Linked DNA regions of Mus musculus: region 2 is linked to region 1. Evidence: chromatin contacts called from public promoter capture Hi-C data. All regions are on one chromosome and are shown on one strand. The core of a region is the stretch at or near the end of the contact, and the rest is flanking DNA. Distances in the headings are between cores, read along the strand shown.

Region 1 (3,266 bases), core at 286-2,785:
CAGGTAACCACTACAGGCTCTAATGCAAAGCTCCAAACAGTTGTAAAGAGGATCCTGGTCATCAACACATCATGCCTCAAACCAAACAACAACCACGTGAATATGGCAAAGGGGCTGTGGGAAGGGGATGAGATGAATAGGGGGGCAAGTGAGGATAGTCCTGGAGAGTCATCAATGTACAAAATTCTAAAAATAGAAATTTAATAAAAATTTCAGATGTAATAAAAAAAGATAAAAATAAAATTTTAGGGGCTGACAATTTTGAGCTGCTGTGCAAACATGAAGACCTGAGTCCAATTCCTAGCACTCCATATAAACAAACAAACAAATAAAAAGACTAAAAGTTGTGCAGAGTGGAAGGCAATTGAAGTGCCGTTGCTGATGAAGCAGAGAGAGTTGGGTACTTAGAGCATCCTGGACCACAAGCTTATTCTAATTTATGTGCTCCAGGCCAGTGAGAGACCCTGCATCAAACAAACAAACTGGACAGCTCATAAGAAACATCCCAAAGTTGGCCTTTGTCCTTCCCCATGGATCCCTAAAAACAAACAAACAAATAAAAAAATAAAACAAAAGAAAGACTCACAAAACAAAACAAAAATTAAATTTTATGGAAAGAAAAAAAGAAAACATGTAACTTGCAAAGTCAAAATATTATAAACAATAATTCAATCCTCTCTAATTTTAACAGAAACACAATGTCAGGACTTTTGAGAATAGAAATGTTGATGGATGGGAGAGACGTCTCCACTAGCTGCTCTTCCTCAAGACCTGACTGAATTCAAGTCCAAGCACTCACATGGCAACTCACAACAGTACATAGCTCCAATTCCAGGGCATCTGATGGTCTCTTCTGACCTTCATGGGAACCAGGCACTCAAGCGGTACACAATATGCATATAGGAAAAATGCCAATGCACATTAAGTATATAAAAGTAGTAATTCGTTCAGATTATGAAAACATTCAAAGTTTGTTAATTGGGTAGTAAAAGTTACCAATATAAAAATCTCCATGTGTACCGAGGCTCAAGGGAGTCAGAATTCTAGTGAGCTCTTGATATGTGGTTGCAGCTGTCACCCAGCTTTTCAGATTGTCTAGCAAATATTCTCATTACTCTATTTAACTTTATTTTCAATCTTCGTGCTAGTGATCATAATCCAGATCCTTGCATGTGCTAAGGGAGTACTGTGGGAGTACTGTGTTCACTATACCACTACCTTCGACAATGTGATTGCATCTCCCTATCTATTTTGATGATTATGGTACTGATTGGATGATTGTCTTGAGTTTTCTGTCATACATTTGCTCCAAACTTCAGGTTCTCCTGTTTCCCTAGTACGAAGATTATCGGCACGTATCAGTGCACCAGTTAGAACTTCTTCATAGAGAAACACTGGTGGATCATAGGAAGGTTTTAGATTTTCGTTTCAAGGTTTTATGGGTTATAAAGAATACTCTGTTAGAACCTATTGGCATTGTCCCTCCACTTGATGATTATACTCCAGCCACAGTCGTCCTGTGTTTATCAGACTTGCCAAGCATGTTTGACTCACAGACTTTGTGCTTTCCTTTTTGAATTGGCAAGAATTCTATTTTGTAAATGCTCTTATCTCTTGCTAAGCTCTTTTCCTCTATGTTTAAACGAACAGCTCTGTTTATTTATACTGAATTACTTTCCTTCCTGGGTCTGGAAATACAAAACTCTAGCCCTTCTTGGAGAGATCTGGTTGATTTCTTATCATTTCTGTGGGTAACAATTAAAACCAGTTTTAAACATATTTAATCAAACAAAGACTGATTTTTGCAAAAGTATAAATATCAGCAAAACAATGTGGGATATCGTTAATAAAATTACTAAAGATTAGCTACTGAACACTAGCTTCAGTACAATTAAGAAATTTCATTGGGGGGTGGCGGTGAGGTTGAGATGGGACTTGATTTTGTAGCTCAGTGTGGCCTTGAACTCAAGTGGTGGTTTGGGTGAGAATGTCCTCCATAGGTTTGTGTATATGAACATTGATTCCCCAGTTCAGCCCTGTTTAGGAATGTTCAGGAGGAGGGGCCTGACTACAGAGCTTTGGAGGCGTATGGAAGAGTGGGGTGTGGGAATCAGGGATGCTCGCCAGCACGGTATTAATTCTGAAGTGTTTCCATTTACTGTGTGTTCTTACATCTGCACTGCTTCAGGGACTCAGGTTCTGACTCTTTTGCTTTCGTTTGTTTTCCATTTGTCATTTTGATGTCTCAGATCCCTTAACTGGCAGAGACTTCATAGTAGTCAGATAAAATCCTGGTAGAGCAGACTGCTCTCACTAATTTAGCGTCTATCTATATGGCTATTTAAATTTCTGGCATGAATCTGCTTGGTGCTTTAGTTAATTGCCTTATGGAATATAACTGTGCCTCTGCTACTTGAACAAATGGAAGGTATCCATCTTTTCTCCGATCCTTACACATATTATTTACCCAGTCTCCAACTTTCCCAATATAAGTAAAATATATTTACTACAACAAGAAAATTTAAAATCATCTCAGAAATGTCAGATTGTTTCTCAGAGAATATGAAAAGTGTGTTATAAAATAAGGCTTATTCTTTAATTCGTTAAGAATACATGAGAATTTAAAAAGAAGAAATAAAATTAAGAAAGTCAAAAGGAGCTACATTTGAAAAGATATTTTAGAAATTCAAGTCTTTTGATTAGCAACCACCCGTAGTACCAGCAACACTTCAAAGTGTTCTCTAAACACTGAATTCCCATCAGTGATGCTGCAAGCCTTAGCTCTCATCTTTCATGCTTCCCATTGCAGTGACTTCAAAAGAATAAAGAGAGAATGGTAATCTCTCACAGTAACCTTGGACTCACACTAGTAATTGCGTATTTAGCTACCATGCATTCAAAACCAGGTAATTGTCTCATTAAACAGTGTTCTAATAAATATAATAATTCACATTTAGTTATACAAAAATCAAATACTCAGACCATCCTGAAATAAAACTCAGAGCCCAAGGGACATCTAGAAGAAAATGAAAAAGAATTAGATTGTGTCAAACATAGACAGCTTCAAAGGAAGTCATTTAAACTTGCCTTTTCCTTACCGAAATGCGTTTTGCATATTTTATTGTTTTCGTCATCGAGCTTGTTATAATCCAGCAAGTGAATGTTCAAAGAACATAAAATCCTACAAATAAATAAACTGAGTATGAATACATTTATAAAAGAGGCAACAATTCGGATCAAGAGCTTGGCATGCCAGCTTTGAGCAT
Region 2 (3,394 bases), core at 607-3,106, 140 kb before region 1:
TGAATAACAGGAGGCAAATACTCCATTCACATTGTGCCCTCATGTGACTAAACATTTGAAAGGTTGCTGCATAAAATATGAATTTGGGGAATTGTATATGAAAATTTCAGTGTTTCCCCAGTGTCCTCGTATGTTTCTTAAAAGTAAACTGTAGGTCAGCTTAAGTTCTGTTACTGTTTCTGAAAATAGAAATAAATTTACACACATCTAGATGCATTCCCATGTACTTGATCTATTTTAACTCATACTAGTATAGAATGTCTTTCTAGTACATATTTAATACACTCCCACACAAACCACTTGCTCCAAGCATTATACATACATGCCTTGTAAGATCTCTTGCATTTTCTCTGTTACCTATATTTTCTTAGAATCGCCAATGTCTGTGACTAGATTTGTAAGTCAATGGAGGCAAGGCTTTATGTACATGTAACTGGATTCTACGAGAGGAATTGTTGCGGGAATTATTTAAAAAGATATACAACTGGCACGTTCCTGCGTTTGTGCCTCTGCCCTGGCAACCTGGCTGGCCGGGCACTGGCGAGCAATGGCCGACCGGTTTTTATCATGTAGATGCTCGGACTCAGAGCTCCAAAATCTCTCCACCCACTGACAGGTCACTACCATGCCAGCCCTATGCTTCAAATTCCCCACTGGCCTTTGTGGTGCACATCTGGCAAACTCAGATGAGCAGCTGTGTGAAGGAAAATGCAACACAAACTTAGTTCAGAAACAATGGTAACTCGATCTCTGGTCACAATAACTTAAAACCTAATCTTGTAAGCCTTATTGAAGTCTGATTCCTTTAGTGGCGAATCCTTGTGGATCTGCCATGATACCAGGAAACTCTAGCAGCTACATCTTACCTCCTGCTACTTCTCTTCCTCTGTCCAACCAGGAAGTCCCGCCTACTGGCCCAGTGATTGGCTCCTTTATTCATTGGGGGATTGGTTTACAGGAAACCTCCTGAGTACTGATTCATTCCTCATTCTAGACAGCCTCTCCCTGGAGAGCAAGCAACACAAAGCCATCCACAATGAGGAATGAAAAGCTATGTGGTTCCCGAGGGCAGCAGGCATTGGGACAGAGTAAGCATGGAGACAGGAAGTCATGAGAACAGAGGCAGAATTCTGAAGGCTTATCAGGAAAGGATAGCCCTCTGCTTCAGAGTGGTTTTGGCCCCTCTGGGGAAATATCAGTCTAAGTTTTATCACGTTTTCTGTGAAGAGAATCAACAAGTTTAAATGACAAAAATTCTCTTGGCTTTAAAAATTCCTCCAGGAAGCAAACATAGGAACATGTTTCCCAATGAACTAATTCAGTATAAGAATAACCAGGAGATCACTGTGACGCATGATTGGAGGATAAGCACTATACCTCTTTTTCTTTTAGAAAAGATCCACTTATTCCTATTTCTCATACATTGGTGTTCTGTTTGCATGTTGGTCTGTGCAGTGCCTGAGGAGCATTATACCCTTAAACTGTAAGCCAAAAAATTGCTTCTTCTTTTAATGCTTCTTGTCAGATATTGATTTTAGCAATGAGAGTAGTCGATAGAGAAACTGTGGCTATTTTTAAGATGACTACACCTTTTTCTCATTCAATAGTGTAAGCACTGACCTTGTATTGGATCATAAAATATTTCTCTGACCATGTTATTTCTTTTTTAAAAAATATCTGTACATAAATCTCCACCTAATACAGCTTTACCTTTGCACAAAATATGTTCTATTTATAAGGAAAGAAAATCTAATAGACATGATTGTATCTGTTACCTCAAAATCTATGCTTCCTCCAATGTTGCACACGCAGATTGGACCAATAATTTTTAGAACATCCTGTTTCTCCTCATTTTGAACTGTAAACTTTGGCCGACATGGGTGCCAGGTTTGAATAACATAACCCACTGGCACACCAGGAGGAGCTTGTATTTCTATCTACATATGAAAAAAGGACATTGGTAAACATGTTTATCAACATATTATCTATTTGTGGCTTCATTTACTTAGAATGACAGCCAGTGCTCCAATCTATAACACCCTTTAATTAAATCAATGCTTTTTCTTCTCTTAATTCATGGAGGTAACTATACCAAAAAAGAAAAAAACAAAAGGTGACGTAATGTGCATCAGATTCTCCAGCTAATGCATAGAAGGGGCAAATTGAACTCTTGATAGCTTCCATGTTTCATTAATATCTCTATCTGTAAAGACTGTCTAAATTATTAACAAACTTTTCTTTCTTAAACTTGTTTATCAACAGTAGCTTATCTCTGTGGACAGAACTCTGATCACTGGCACATTTTCAACTATTAGTTCTAATATTGTATAAGAAAAGAACTTTGGACACTAGACTCATGGCCCTGCTATTTATTTACTAGGAGACTCAGATGTGATCATTTCTGAGAGTCAAGCTTCATGACCATGTTATACTGCTACTCAACTGCAGTACTTTGTTCATCGAACACACAAACACAGTCTCCTCAGATATTGCTATGCTTGTAGGGTTATACCTAGCCTAAAGGGCATGGAGAACAAAGGAATTCTTTACAAATAAACTTACTCTCTCTAAGTAGTGTAAGCACAATGTTAAACCCCAAATATCTGTTTTCATGTTCTCTCTGTTTGAGACAGGCTTTATGGACATTACTTACAGAATGACTGGGGTACACAGGCAGACAATGTCCTAGGCAAGTGAAATCTAGGCAAAGGCTACCTTCCCTATAAAGTCTCTATGTCCTAGTACCTGCTCTGAAAGACACATTTGCAATAAATAGGCCACTAAGTGATATGAAACAGGCAGTTGGACTTTTGCTGAGGGCAGATCCATCTGAGGAATGTTTATTACAGATAACACAACTTACCTGTGTTTATTGAAAGAAATGAAATAAAAAATATGGGTGGCATTTTTCTCCTTGCCCCTTAGTGGAGTGTCTAAATCATCAGATAAATTATGAGATGAATACATATATTCTTCTCCTAACTCTTCTGTTAAGGCATTCTGTTTCTAGAACAGTATTTTAAAACATCCTCAGGCATGTGGCTCCATTAGTTTGGGCCACACCAGTCATGATCATTTTTGACAAGTGATTTGGCCAAAAGGCCTTCCTGTGAACATTATAAACTGTTGTTTGAGCTGTTACTCATCCATAAAGGAGAGATTACCCAAGAGTATAAGCTTAGTTGTTTATATTCCTTTCTACACAGTTGAATGAAGGCCAAAACATGGCTCATGGATCATTTTTGTTTTTTACAAAATATCAATAACTCAGCAGAAATTCTTGATAAACTTATATTGAAAACTGTGTTGGTAAGTATTCACAGACCTGCTGGAGGCAGCAGGGGCAGCAACAACAATCACATCGTAGTGGTCTTCGTAGAGTTATGACTTCACG

What was found. Capture Hi-C pulls out chosen DNA fragments and counts their contacts.
Region 2: a contact with region 1 is called in a promoter capture Hi-C map of liver, with 1.9 times the contacts expected there. The contact joins two enhancer-like sites. A contact is called at or near these places in 1 of 39 promoter capture datasets (the C10 cell line), 1 of 15 datasets of contacts at CTCF or cohesin (CD8 T cells), 15 of 484 Hi-C or Micro-C datasets (the AML12 cell line, the G1E-ER4 cell line, the HPC-7 cell line and 10 more), 4 of 115 datasets of contacts at active chromatin or transcription factors (CD8 T cells, bone marrow-derived macrophages, hepatocytes and 1 more) and 2 of 9 other capture datasets (adipose tissue and liver).

What each region holds. Positions count from the first base shown.
Region 1 is chr9:92,209,575-92,212,840 of GRCm38.p6, reverse strand. It overlaps Plscr5 (phospholipid scramblase family, member 5), which reads right to left. Exons shown (of 8, transcript NM_001195693.2): 7 at 3,099-3,181; 8 at 2,607-3,016. The coding sequence ends at 3,143. All of the region lies in intron 3 of Gm31588 (a long non-coding RNA gene), which reads left to right. Among named protein-coding and RNA genes, the nearest start is that of Gm31531, 2.9 kb to the right of the region's middle. Within about 2 kb of position 1,535, at least 2 of the 459 cell types and tissues checked have an H3K27ac peak or open chromatin away from gene starts, as enhancers often do. A contact at or near this core is called in liver, where this site is marked.
Region 2 is chr9:92,351,078-92,354,471 of GRCm38.p6, reverse strand. 1700057G04Rik (RIKEN cDNA 1700057G04 gene) reads right to left here. Exons shown (of 7, transcript NM_001033184.3): 4 at 3,326-3,394; 5 at 1,776-1,937. Among named protein-coding and RNA genes, the nearest start is that of 1700057G04Rik, 43 kb to the right of the region's middle. Within about 2 kb of position 1,856, at least 21 of the 459 cell types and tissues checked have an H3K27ac peak or open chromatin away from gene starts, as enhancers often do. A contact at or near this core is called in liver, where this site is marked.